Linked DNA regions of Triticum aestivum: all the other regions are linked to region 3. A link is a contact called in public Hi-C data. All regions are on one chromosome and are shown on one strand. Each heading gives the region's core, a stretch centred on a gene start, on an enhancer-like site or on the middle of the called end of the contact. The rest is flanking DNA. Distances are from core to core; before and after follow the strand shown. Region 1 holds the start of LOC123157835 (4-formylbenzenesulfonate dehydrogenase TsaC1/TsaC2). Region 2 holds the start of LOC123159075. Region 3 holds the start of LOC123156406 (tonoplast dicarboxylate transporter).

What was found. Hi-C and Micro-C count contacts between places; a contact is called where the count stands out from the background.
Region 1: a contact with region 3 is called in a Hi-C map of leaf, with 7 times the contacts expected there. The contact joins the promoter of LOC123157835 here to the promoter of LOC123156406 in region 3. A contact is called at or near these places in 2 of 5 Hi-C or Micro-C datasets (both in leaf).
Region 2: a contact with region 3 is called in a Hi-C map of leaf, with 9 times the contacts expected there. The contact joins the promoter of LOC123159075 here to the promoter of LOC123156406 in region 3. A contact is called at or near these places in 2 of 5 Hi-C or Micro-C datasets (both in leaf) and 1 of 1 datasets of contacts at active chromatin or transcription factors (leaf).

The regions. Positions count from the first base shown.
Region 1 is chr7B:205,670,778-205,675,395 of IWGSC CS RefSeq v2.1, forward strand. LOC123157835 (4-formylbenzenesulfonate dehydrogenase TsaC1/TsaC2) reads right to left here and starts at 1,259. Exons shown (of 6, transcript XM_044576025.1): 1 at 1,096-1,259; 2 at 815-1,023; 3 at 396-625; 4 at 1-302. The coding sequence starts at 1,259. The coding sequence ends at 24.
Region 2 is chr7B:205,947,430-205,952,514 of IWGSC CS RefSeq v2.1, forward strand. It overlaps LOC123159075, which reads right to left and starts at 3,552. Exons shown (of 9, transcript XR_006479494.1): 1 at 849-3,552; 2 at 713-767; 3 at 217-287.
Region 3 is chr7B:206,516,041-206,520,573 of IWGSC CS RefSeq v2.1, forward strand. LOC123156406 (tonoplast dicarboxylate transporter) reads left to right here and starts at 2,670. Exons shown (of 5, transcript XM_044574538.1): 1 at 2,670-3,186; 2 at 3,285-3,774; 3 at 4,088-4,131; 4 at 4,273-4,533. The coding sequence starts at 2,743.

The DNA of each region.
Region 1 (4,618 bases), core at 9-2,508, 850 kb before region 3:
CAGGATCAGCATGACTAACCTACCTACAGGAAGGAACGCATGCGAGGGCGCACAATGGACTGTGCGCCGTCGACATAGATGGTGGTGCCTGTCATGAAGCGGGAGTCGTCGCCGACCAGGTACAGCACCGTGGAAGCGAGGTCCTTGTCTGGGTCCAGCCACCGCCGCAGCGGCATCACCTCCCCGGTCGCCTTCTCGGCCTTCTCCTCCCCAACAGAGAGAGGGAACTTGTCCCCCAGGTGGAGGCCGCGGCAGACGGCGTTCACCCTGATCTTGTGCTTGCCGAGCTCCATCGCCGACAGCTGAAAAAACGAAGAACATCATGGTCATGTATGCATTCAGGATTTCCGTGAGCAATCATTCAGGCTTTTTTGGTAACAGGAAAGCAGGCTTACTCTGACAAGCTGGTGAACGGCGCCTAAACTTGTGCCGTATGCCGCAGCCCCCGGATACAATCCTCTCTCGGCGCCGATGATCTGGGTCAAGCAAACCACGGAGCCGCCCGACTGCGCATCCCGGAACCGCTTCGCTATCGCCTTTATCAGGAGCCAAGGTGTGATTACATTGACTTTCATGGTCTTGTTGTACTCATCTTCAGTCACGCTGAGGCAATCTTGCACTTCCCCTGCTCATACAGTAGCCAAATACAGATGCATGGACCAAATTACTGGATGATAAGCTGACTGAAATATTCAGAGAAGAACTGAGCAATCATTTAGGTTGGTGATTAGTCGGGCTTGGGCATGTGTGAAAAAATTCTGTCAGATGGAAAATTGGGCATGTGTATCAGTGTCTGTCAGTAGTATGTGCATACCCTCGAAGGAGCAGCAGTTGACAAGGGCGTGGAGCCCGCCGTCCCCGAAGCAGCGCCACGCCGCGTCCACCGCGGCGCCGACGGCTGCCTCGTCGCAGGCCGCCAAGTCCAGCCCAACCACCGCGATGGCCGCCGCCCCTTGGGCCGCGCTGCGCCGCGCCTCCTCCGCCGTCGCGGCCAGGGCGCCCTCGTCGCCCACCAGGACCAGCCTGTGTGTGCGCGCGCGCTTAGATTCAGAACCCAACGACAGGAAGAAGAAGGGGAAAAGTGAGAGGGAGTACCTGCAGCCGTGCCTGGCGAGGCCAACGGCGACCCCCCGCGAGACGGCGTCGCCGCCGCCGTTGCAGGCGAGCAGCACCTGCTTCGCGTAGGCGGTGTAGGCGGCCACCCCCTTTCCCCTTCTTCTTCCCTTCTCTGCACGTGAAGAGTTATAGCAAGACAAGAATTACCCAGCCACAGCAGGCCGGGAAGTCGAACGCCTCGGCCTCGACGACATCGGCGCGGGAGAAGACGAACGCCCCGCACGCGGCCGCGCAGACCTGCCAGAGCGGGAAGTGGAACGACTTGGCCTCGACGGCGCCGGCGCGGGAGAAGACGAACGGAGGCGATGGTGACGTCTTGAGGAGGAGGATGGAGAGGGCATGAGGGGGGGGGGGTCAGATCGAGGATTGGGGTCCGGCGGCGGGTGCGGCTGGAGGCAGGGAGACGAGGGGAAGCTAGGGTTCGAGGGAGGGAGGGAGACCGGTGGGGTGGGGAGGGGGTGGGAGGGGACGAAAAAACCGACGAAAAAAAACCAACGAAAAAAAATCAGACGAAAATGATGGGATGAAATAAAACCCGAAAAGCGACCTACCAACTGAGACATTAGGAATAGAGATTTGACCAGTAACTAGGGGGCAGCGACGTCAATGCGGCGGTGGACCGGGTCACGGGGTGACTTGAAACCGGGACACAACCGGACAGGTGGGTCTCAATGCTCATGTGATCCGTGGGCCCGGAATAAAGAGGGCCAGAGACTAGGAATTCAGGATCCAAGGGGAGTAAACTTGGGTTAAACTTTGCCTCAAAAAACAAAAAACTTGTGTTAAACTAAACTAATCCATGCAAACACGAGGCCACTGATCCGGAAACGTCCTCGTCCTGAAGCTGAATGAACGGTACGTTCATCCGTATCGCACCAATGCGACGTCGACGCATGGTGCATGGTGCGTCATGCATGCATCTCTTTCGTGCGCCGCACCCCAGGCTAAGCCACGGTGTGTGCATGCATGCACCTGGGTGTGTGCACGAACGAACGAGCATTATTTTCTCAAACAAAAGAAAAAACGAACGAACATTTCTCTGCTAGTGGCACCTCTCTTAAATTGCTAACAGGGCAAAGATAATGAGATCACTCTTTGCCAAAGCTCATATGCAAAAGAGGTGGCTAAGCTTTGGAACATTTCTTTATAATGATGTAGCCACATGAAAGTGTAAATATATGGGGCCTGTTTGGAACCTGCACCGTACTTTTTTCTGGGGATCAAAGATTGGAACGATGCATACGTGTTTATAATATATCCAAAATCATGTGCATGTTACTACTGTGCTGCATTAAACATGGCAACATGAGAGATGATTTAGGGCACGCAGGGCGCGAGAGCACGCGGATTGTGAGCCGACGATCTGTAACAAGATTCGTGACATTGCGTATGTATACTCAGAGTTTCATTTTTGGTTATCTCTACTCCTAACGGACGAATTGATAATCTCTGTTCCACGGTATTTTTTGTTCCACTACCTCCCACCTTCGTCTGGTTTATTTTCGTCTCTCCTCCCACCTCCTAGTTCCCCCGCAGGTAATGATCCCGTCCAAAAAAAAAAAATCCAACCAAAACCACATTACGAAGGAGCGATGCCTCTAGGTAGCCCCCTCGCACGTCAAAAAAGCGGACAAAAAAAAACAACGAAAAAATATCGTCGAGGACTCGCACGAACGAGGGAGCGCGGCCTCCAGAGTGCCCTCGATCGTCTCGCTAGGAGTATGAGAACCACGCCCCGCCGATCCCTTCGTCGCCGCCCTCGCACTCGCATCAAGCTGCCGTCGATCCCTGCGCTACCTCAACGGGAGCCATCGCAAATAAGGAGCGAGGCCTCCAGAGTGCCCTCGATCGTCTCGCTATGAGGACGAGGACGAGAACCACGCCCCAGCGGCTCCCTTCGCCGCCGCCAATCACGGCGCTACGTCAACGAGAACAATTTGACGCTGCCAATCCCCTTGCCATCGCGGATCCCTTTAATTTGCGAACGCCGATCCCCTTTAGGATCAGATGTGCTACGGCAGGAAGCTGAAGGACTGAGGAAGTCCCTGCAGAATTCATATGCATATTTTCTGGTGCAACAGCAAGCGTTGAAGGATTTAAGCGCCAAACAAGAGAAAGCTAATAAGCTTGCTAAGCGTCTTCCTAGCATGGTGGATACCCAGGATATTGTTTCTTGAGCTCTTGTACAGTGGTTTCAGTTCTGGACTTGTTTTCCAGCGGCGTTTATTTGCACTGGTCGCCAACTTTGACAACCATTGTATATAATATGCTGCTTTGTTCCCCATATTTGCACTGGTGGTAAAATTTGATGCCGAGTGGGTGTAATATGTGTAATAGCCATAATAGCCTAGCATAAGTTGCTTGCTTATTTATTTTCTTATTTGTCTTGTTTATTTATAGTCAGTGCAATTATTTTTCCGCGCTTTGCTAGTGGGCGCAATAACCGATATTTTACTAGAATGCTATCTTTAGTAATAGAATTTGGTTTGTTGTCGGAGCATTTTCGAAGGTGTTATGAGTAACACAACCATCTCCATCATGAACTAGAATGTTCGGGGCCTGAACTTGCCGGCAAAGAGAGCAACCATTTGCGAGACAACCAACGCTCACAACCTCGCTCTCCTTTGTCTACAAGAGACCAAGATAGACATGTGGACACAGGGCATCGTCAGGGAGATTGGTGGCGTCCGGCTGGATAACTGCGCCGTGCTCCCGACCGTGGGTACACGCGGCCGGGCTCCATCTTCTGGGATTCCACCAAGGTCGCTGTGGCCACGCACTCAGTGGGGCAATTCTCCATCACCGCCAGTGTCCTCCAGCTCCACTGCAACTCCTCCTTCTGGTTAACAATAGTGTATGGCCCCGCCGACGAAGCAAGAAAAGATGAGTTCCTCGATGAGATGATCAGAATTGGACCGCCCCACGGAGAGCCATGGCTGATCAATGGTGATTTCAACATCATCTATGAGGCAAGGGACAAAAGCAATCACAACCTGAACAAGAGAATTATGGGCAGATTCAGAGGCGCCATTGACAGGATAAGCCTGAAAGAGATCAAGTGCAAAAACAGGCGCTTCACCTGGAGCAACGAGAGGGAGATCCCAACCTTTGTCGCGATCGAAAAAGTCTTCTGCAACCAAGAATGGGAAGCCTCTTTCCCATCGCACATTCTCATGGCTGCATCCACCTCCTGCTCAGATCATTGCCCTCTGCTTTTGACAGACGCCGCGGCACCACCCCGCAAGGCCATGTTCAGATTTGAATCTTTTTGGCCCAAATTCCCTCACTTTCAGCAGATGGTGGCCAGGGCATGGCAAAAGCCAGTGAATCACAACTGCCCTTTTACCAGGATGAAAATCAAACTCAAGAGAACCGCGGCTGACTTAAGGATCTGGGCCAAGAGCATGTTCAACAACTCCAAACTCCAGTTCCACATTGCTTCTGAAGTTGTTCTTCGGCTGGATGTAGCACAAGAAAAGCGTCAGCTCACTCCCAGTGAATT
Region 2 (5,085 bases), core at 2,302-4,801, 570 kb before region 3:
AAATCATATAGCCTACTCCAACATGACTGAATTGATGTATCCCAAGCGAAAATTCACAAATATACAACAACACAGCCGGATATCAAGATTCTTAGAACTAATGCATAGAATGAAAAACCCAAAAAGAATCATACCCTATTCCAAAATGATTGTATACACATATCAAAACTTTCAGGACAAACGCCTAAACCATAAGACCAAATAAACATGGCTTACATAGATCATTCTTCCCCTGCCAGCCTTCTGGGATTTTCATCGAACACCTTGTAGGCGTACAGAAATAAAATCTGCACAAGCACAGATGATCCACGAAAGTTACTAACAAATGCAGGAGATTACATAGATAAAAAATTATAAAAGAGATTGATAAGAAATGCAAATTAATTCGTATCTTTCTTTTTTCACAAAGCAAATAACACCAGGATAATCTTCAGCAAGAAGAGCACACAACAATCATGCCTCAATTGATAAATAGTAATACAACAATCAACATTTATAAAAAAAACTTGACTCCAAAGAGCATTGTATTGTCCCTTCTGAATATAAGCCAAGCAAAATAACATGGGCTCTTTAACCTGCCCCACAAAAAATGCACTATAATTTTAACAGATTGGTTGAAAGAAGAAGCCAAGTAACCTGAAACACAAATATGAGGTCACCTACCAATTTTCTACAAAAGAGAGACGAACATTCACACGAGAGAGTTGGTCACCTTGTTCTTCACCAAATCTTCTATTGGATTCTTCTGTTCATCTTCTTTCTCAAATCTGGAAAATTGTGGTGTTTAGATAAATCGTATATCAGGAAATCAAGACCAATGACAAGAAATAAATAGGTAAAGGGAGAACCTAAAACTGTTCTTTCACACGAGCACCCCCTCTTCTCCGCCCCTTCAATAGGAGCTGCAGGTCACCGCCTCCATCTCCCTCACCCCTGCATATCACCGCCTCTCGCCCTCCCTCGACATCCGGGCCACGGAGCAAGGGACGAAGGATGGAGGCGTACCAGGGGTCGATGGTAAGTCGAGCGACGAAGGACGAGGCCGGCCGCACGGGGGAGGGAGGAGGACCAACGAGCTCAGCGGGTGGGAAGCCATGAAGGAAAAGATCTCACCGCCTCCAACTCGAGCTCGTCGGCGAGCCGTCCTCTCCTGCCCCGCCTTAGCACCTCCATCATCTCGAGCTCAAGCTCCCGCCGGCCACTAGCAGGTGTGCGAGGCCCCACCCTGCCCCTTCCCCATGCTAGGATCGCTCACCTACTCATTCCCCGCTGCTGCTTGCCTTCCTCGCCGACGTCCGCATCCCACCCCTCCCCTACATCCCCACCCGCACCACGAAGAACCCGCCGCCGCTGCTCTACCACAACGATGACCTACGTCCGATCTGGATCGACAGCGACATGGAAGAGGACCGGAGGAGGCAAGCAGAGGAGAAGGCCGGCGGTGGGATTGACGATGACATGGTAGAGGAAAGGAGGAGGCGAGTGGAGAGACAAGGCTGGTGGCTGTGGGCTAGGAGAGGATCGTGGGGAACTGGGGATCGAGGGGAAGGAGAAAGAGGGCTAGGGTTCGTTTGGCGGCTGGGGTGGGAGTGGGGTGAGACACGGGTGATTGGGTGCAGGCGCCGAAGCTGATTGGGCAAAACCAGTTGCACCTCAAAACGGGTAACCCAGCCAACCAGCGTGCGGCGCGAGCCCACAAGTCATTGGACAATGAAAACGACTGCGAGGTGAAAACTGAGTTTAACTATTGCGAAGATAAACGGTTCAGACGGACGAAAAGAGCAGATCCGACGGCCAACGAAGGACCAATCGGGGGAGCCTTCTGGAGGTGAGTTGGCTAGCCTCATTATTGTTTTAAATATCAATCTCTGCATTCATAGATAATTACATTAATGTAAAAACTGGGCTGCCCTCCTTAAGTATATTTATTAAAAGATAAATAATCTATTTATTGGATCGGCCCATGTTAATGATGCTCTGTTTGCATTGGCTAAAGCTTGGTTGTGAAACATGATATATCTTGGCGATTGGCCATAGTGACTAAAAAGTCTATAAATGTTAGATGTCTAGGAATGTTGCAAAGTTCTTTTATTTACTAGATATAAAATTATCCATCCATTTTTCCCTGTTTAGATGCCAACTCAGGGCAATCGAAGCACTTTCTCCACTCCTTTCTAAAAGGTATGCCCACGTTATTTTTCCTGTAACTATACACAAGAATACACACACACACACACCTGACTTTGTTCCTGGAGGTGAGCATCTATTTTAAGCTCATGTGAATTGCAGCATTTCTTGATTCAACATCTATATAGTGAGGCAAAGTGGTCATATTTGCAAGTTTACTCCTGTAAACTACTATTCCCTCCGATCCAAAATAGGTGTCGCAGTTTTGAACTGGGTTTAGTTCAAAACTGCAACACTTTTTATGGATCAGAGGTAGTATGATGCATGTCCACTGTTTGGAACTGATTGCATTGTTTAATAGTAACTGATATATATTGAAACTCCTTTCAAATGTAGCAACGAGAAGAAAAGGCACTCCATAGGAAAATATATACAATCTACTATAAGAGTTTCAGTTCTAAATATGGTACATATGTTTTTCATAGTGTAGTATTAAAAGTCTATTGGTGTTGGAAATGCAACACTGGAATCCCAATCCCTTGCTTTTATTTGTAACATCCATGTGTTGGTTGATCTCGGCTCTGACCGGGTAAAAAGTAACGTTAAGGGGATCAGCTACAAACCAACGTAAGTGGCTTTTGACCCCAACAGAATTGCCCTGATCGGGGGCACATCTAACCGACAGATGGTTTTGGTCCCCTGTTGCCAGCGCATATAAAGGGTGGTGCCTAGATACCTACGATGGGTTAATTCACATATGTTTTATCCAACCTCCTCAATCCGCTCAAACCATACCGATCTATGGATGGGCTGAAGCAATGGGAAGGCCAAGTCCACCGCCGGCCGCCACGAGGGCAGTGCCGGCGGCTTGCTGCTGTCATCTATCGTAGATGTGCTGCTGCCCTTCCAGACTACAACACCACCCATGGCTCCACCCTGCATCAAGCAGGCGAGGGATTTTGCCTCGGCCATCAAAGGTACTTACCAAATCAAACTTCTGATTCATAGAAGGTGTTCTAATTAGAGATCAAGATCCAATTCACGTTAATCCCAAAGACTTAATTCTAACATGGTATCCTGAGCTTACTGATCTCTGTTTAGAACCCGCTACTTGTTGTTCCCTAATTAATTAAGGCCCTAATTCGTATTGATTAAAGTCCTAATGATATCTGTTTAAATTTGAGATACAAGTTTTTCTTCCGAATTGCCACTGGGTTAGTGCTAATTAGATTTTCTGTTAGATTAACTAAGCCATGCTTCCGCATCATGTTGACGTTCTGATTAGCATTGTTAGCACTGGTTGATAAATTAGGAGGGAAATAAGATGCGCAGGAAAAGATGGAACGGCAAATCCCCAAATTTTGTTCCCAGAAACACCGAAACCACAGCTCTAGTAATCCAAATTCGCCAAATCTGAGCCCAAAATGATTGAAATTAGTGGAAGAAAGGTGAAGGGCTCGCCTCATGGCCGTGACGGCGTCCTCCTCCTCCGGGATTAACACGGCCGCCGCTGTGCAAGGATGTCGTCGCCGTGACACCGTCGTCCCTCGAGACGATGCGCGGGAAGGAGCTGCCGTCGACGTACTGGTGGGCGCGCGCTTTGCGAGGGTCGCACGTCGCCACCCCTTTGAAGTTTTTACGCGGGAAGCTAACGGCAAAGTGGTCCTCCCGTCCGCCGCGCGGATTGCCATGTGTGCGACGCCGGAGCCACGCTCGCCGGAGGAGCGCGATGGACATAATCCTTTCACGATGCTCCGGCGAGGGCAGCTACCGCGCCGCCATGGCCGGCGAGCTTGGGTCACCGCTGCGGTCTCCTCTGCATCGCCGCTGCGTTAAAATCGGGGGAGGCTGACGAAATGGCTAGGGTTCAGCCAGCCTGGTTGTTTTGTTCCCCCTCGGGGCGATCACAGCCGTTGGTTTTGATCCAATGGCTGAGCGCGGTGCGGGGATGATGGGCATTCGGACAGTGAATCGGCCGAATTTGGTTGTGGGCTTGAGCCCAAGTTATGTTGGCCCGAGAGAGTGTTTTCTGCCTTTTTTTAGCTAAATAATGTGATGGGCCGGTTTTAAACGGGTACCCTGGGTATTTTGTGTAGAATTTTTCCTTGGAGTCATAATTATGCTTGGGCACTAAAATATGAAAATCATGCTAAAGTTCGTTTCCATTCTTTTTTCTGAGCAGAATGGACCCAGTGCGAAAATTTTCTTGGAAAATTTATGTGCCCCAAATAATATTAATAATGATAAAGTTTTATTAATGAGAAGTTGTGCGTTGTTATGGGCCGAATAATGTACTTTAGGCATTTTATATGCATTTTTTAGTGCATTTGTTAAGTTTCTAATAATGTTATGCACTAATAAGTTTGAAATTGCCTATAATTATGTTTAAATGATGTTTAAATTTTCTGAATAAAATAAAACTAATAAAAAACAATTTGGACAATTTAATTTGAATTAATGTTGATTCCATTTTATGCTGGTCACCTTTCTAGTATCATTTCAATGATGAAATTAATGTGAATCTCATTAAAGTTTCTAAAAAATAATTTGGAATTTTTATTTGAGTGTAAATTTTTATGTTGATGCCATTTTTGGCATTTCTTTATGATGTTATCACTACTAATGTACTAAGGCCAACTTGAGGAAAATGTTGATGGTTGCGTGGTGCGTTTTTCCGCTCTGCACTATGCATCTAATAATGTTGGGGTAGTGTGCTTGTTCAGAAAAACTAAAGTTTATGGTTGGTGCATTTTATAATATATAATGCATTGTAAATAAGCATGTAATGACCGAGAATGGTTATGATTGATTCTCCAAGCAAAGTAAATTTGTTCAGTGAATTTTAGTGTAATATCATGGTCATTATATGACATTTGTTGATCAAAATATTCTAAAGTTATTATTGTCATTTATTTGACATCCCAGAGTTACCAAATTTTAATATTTGGTGAATCTTGA
Region 3 (4,533 bases), core at 1,420-3,919:
AGGCGCGGATGAGGAGGCTTTCCTCTTTTGTGCTAAGGGAGCAAGGCCAGGATGCCGGTTCCCAAAGAAACCCCCAAAGGTTGCCTGATCGGTGCAAGAAGACCAGGAAGACGGGCGAGAAGGCGGAGGTCATCACCGAGCCCACGGGCGCATCATGGACGGTGGCTTTGCAGGCGAAGACCGATTTTCGTCGGGATAGATTGCGCCTCTACCCCCCTTCAAAATTGCCATTGCGTGGCAACCCTTCCCGCCAATGTTTTCGGGGGAAGAGGACCAAGGCGTGTATAAAAGGAGGACAGGGTGCCGCCGTAGAGGGATCCTTCCCTTGAACACTTGTACTCTCATTTCTCCCTCGCGAGTGCAATCCAGCAACAAAGCAGGAGTAGGGTTTTACAACGCAAGGTGGCCTGAACTTGGGTAACTGTCGTGCCTCCAGCCTGCTCCCGCTAGCTCGCGCTCACCACAACCTCGCCATAGTTGGTAGCAGAATAGAGTAGAGCGGTAAGAACAAGCGCACCCTAGAGTTCAAACTTCTTGGGTCCCCGGAGCCCCGACTCCGACAGCAGACCTATACAAGAATTAGCCATCAATCAAGTGAATCCAAGTTTACAGGTCATCCTTGTCCTTCGGCTTTCTAGCCCTGTTGCTCCAAACACGGTTCATGTCCGTGGCATAAGACCTGATGTAAGACTCCATCCAACATTTAGAATTGAAAACTCTATCATTCTGTGCATGCCAACGCGCAATGGCACAAGCAACAAAAGTAATGTTCCATTTGCGCTTGAAAGCAAGCTGGTGAACGACATGCTCCACAAAATACATGATGTCAGGAGATAAGCATGCCAAAGGAGTCAGGAACAAGTTCCAAAGAGGAGGGTTGTATGGTAACGAAGCACCAAATGGTCGATAGATTCAAAGGCTGGGCAAATATCACAGTCAACATTTGGGGCAACCACCGATCAACTTTACCTGACCATATTCTCTTTTGTATTGAGGCACCGCCAGAAATCCAACCAAAGAAAAACCATGTGCTTCAAAGGTATTAAGGTATCCCAGATCCAAAACTCAAAGGCACACTTCACACAATGGAAGGTGAGCAGTCGTTAGAAGTAGCTTGTGTTGACCTTATTACATGTAACAAAGGGGGTGCCTGCACCTTTATGTCAGCTGACGGGAGCCATGGCCGCAATGAGCTGGTTCAAGACCAGAAGTTCATGAACTGCCGTCTGGGAGAGGTTTGGGTGCAGTTGCACATCCCAAACGCCTTGGGAGAACTGGGATTGGACGGAGCAGTACTGATTTCTAGCAAACGAATATAACATGGGAGCACATGTCTTAACCTTCCAACATCCAACCACTGATCATGCCAAAAAGAATCAAGAGCAGTGGAACCAACCGAGCAACAAGAAGAAATAATGGACGGAGATGCAGTTCTTGAAACCCTTCCACAAGGTCGTGTCTCTGCTGCTAGCACCATGGGGTAGAGAATCCTTGGTTTGAGTCGAACACATGTAACACATACCAATTATATATACGCAACGTGAAGTGGACAGATAGACTAAACATAATCAGATAGGCTAGAAAGAGATCACGAGGGGTTGCCGGACCTGCTGTGCGCGGTGGTCGAAGCGTTGTCTGACGGTTTGGGCGGACTTATCATCGACTATACATGGGAGGAGCGCTCATGGTCATGCCTCAGGATGTAATCATGTTGATGAACCTCAAATCTCGGTGTGATACTCAGTGCCAGTGTGATTGCTTGTTATCGCATGGATCAATTGTGCACCTCGGACTAATTAATCTAACACGACACACACGAATAATAGCTAGTGACGTGTTTTGCTCTGAATTTGTGGGTGGTCACGCGGTGATACGACATCCCTTTCAGCGAGTGACTTGGGCCCAGCCGAGCTTGTAGTTGTAGGCCTAATTTTGCTCGTTCGGACACGTGGTTTGAACAGTGACAGGTAGTCCGGTAACCAATACATGTATGGTTATCCCCCCCGCCCCCCTCTTTGGAGGGGTACACTGATTGGTTGCATGAGTTGATGCCCACCCACCATTTGGCAGGTGGATCCAGATCGAGATCGTCGATGATGATGTCGTGACCATGCCCTATCAACCTCGTCGGGTCGGGGCCATGAGAGACGTACCTGTGGCGCGTATGGGGTGCTCGCTTCACTGGCAAAATATTTGTGCCATTCAGCGGTCGACAGTATCGTTTTCACCTCGCGTGACGCAGCAGCATCTAAATTATGGCTCCTGGGTGCCTGGTGGGTGCACGACATTATTTTTCTTTCACTTATCAGTTTGTTGCTCTTGGACTGGTGGTTATCACTCGTCAGTACTGCATTCCCGCTCGGTTGCCGCAACAAAATCTTTCTGAATATTGTTACGTTTATTATCCGACTCCTGGAGCAATGATCTTATTCGTCACAGTACAAATTATTACGAACGAGCAATGATCAACTGAAACAGACTCTGGAGCGATCATGGGATGCGACGTGGCCGCGACTCGTCACCTCCCGATTTCCTGGCCGTCGCGTCACCAGCTTCTCCATGCTGCCGTGGCCACCTGAACGATTGACCCCACCGTTCTCGCCATGCCCGGAACTAATCCGGTTGCCTAATCATCCATGGGGGATTTATCCTGGCCACTTGTCACGCCATTTCAAGCTTGGCCTTGCTATAAGGCCACACCGCAGACGACACGCACGCCTCAGTAAGACGACGACGAGGGCGATGGAGAAGCCCGGCAGCTTCGGCGGGAGCTCGTCGGAGGACGCGGGGACGTCCCTGCTGCTGCCGGTGCATCGCGACGATGCCACAACCACGGCGTCGTCGCGCTTGAGGGCTCTGCTCGCGCACAAGTACCCTGCGATCGCGTCGGGGCCCGTGGCGTGCGCGGCCATATGCGCGCTCGTGGACCTCGGCGGCGCACACGGCGCGGCGCCGCGGAACATGCTGGGCGTGCTGGCGTGGGTGTTCCTGTGGTGGGCGACGGACGCCGTGCCCCTCGCCGTGGCGTCCATGGCGCCGCTCTTCCTGTTCCCGGCCTTCGGCATCTCCTCCGCCGACGCCGTCGCCAAGGCGTACATGGACGACGTCATCGCCCTCGTCCTCGGAAGCTTCATCCTCGCCCTCGCCATCGAGCGCTACCACATCCACCGCCGCCTCGCTCTCAAAGTGCGTGCGCAAGCGCAAGCGCTAATAAAAAACTTTTCCACCACGCACTCAGCGAGTAGAATTCTTGGCGCCTAAACTGATCATCACGCATTGCGCAGATCACGCTGCGGTTCTGCGGGGACCCGGTGCGGCCGTCGCTGCTGCTGCTGGGGATCACCGGCACGACGGCGTTCGTCAGCATGTGGATCCACAACACGGCGTGCACGGTGATGATGATGCCGGTGGCGACGGGGATCCTGCAGCGGTTCCCGCGGGGCGGCGCCGGCCAGGAGGAGGAGGAGCAGGAGGTGCGGCGGTTCTCCAAGGCGGTGGTGCTGGGCGTGGTGTACGCGTCGGCGGTGGGCGGGATGGCCACGCTGACGGGCACCGGAGTGAACATCATCCTGGTGGGGATGTGGTCGGCTTACTTCCCGGAGAAGGAGCCCATCACCTTCAGCTCGTGGATGAGCTTCGGCCTCCCAATGGCGCTGGTCATGTTCTTGGCGCTCTGGGTCACCCTCTGCTTCATGTACTGCTCCAACAACACCGGAAAGGCGCTCTCTGCCTACCTCGACGGAACCCATCTCAGAAGGGAGCTCAGCTTGTTAGGTACCTTTCCTTTATTGTCTTCACTAGCCATTTTTTATTCTCTCGCCTCATCTTCTTTGATTGTCCCTTTAGGCTCTGTTCGGTTAATCCCATCCTCGGGTGGATTGGAGGGGATTTGCAGGGATTTTGGCCTGTAGGAGATTAATTTCCCCTCAATCCCCTTTAAATCCACCTCAACCGAACAAGCCCTTAGGCATATCCTCTCTCTAGTTGTTTGTCCAAGTTTCAGTTCCAGCAGTTTTAGCTCAAAACACAAATACATTGTCCAAGGCGATGCATAGTTGTCTGACGGGGTTAGCATCTTCTATGACAGGTCCAATGGCTTTCGCGGAGAAGATGGTCTTGGCCGTGTTTGGGGTAAATTCTACTACCAATCAATTATTATATGCCAATAGAAATTTCAACTAGCAAAGAAGAGTGTGCTTTCTGTCACACAATATGGACCTGCTACTTGGCCATTAATCATTAAAAACTCGTAGAAATGGATAACTTTTGCAGGGTCTAATTGTGCTGTGGATGACTAGGAACCTAACAGATGACATTCCTGGGTGGGGAGTCCTCTTCCACAATCAAGTTGGGGATGGAACAGTCACGGTAAGTGCGCAAGATAATCATAAAGTTGCTGAGCCACAGTATTATGGAGGAGCAAACAAATCGCTTGCGACGCAGATCATGATGGCTACGTTGCTGTTCATAATCCCGAGCGGGAAGAAGGAGGGCGAGAAGCTCATGGACTGGAACAAGTGCAGGAAGCTCCAG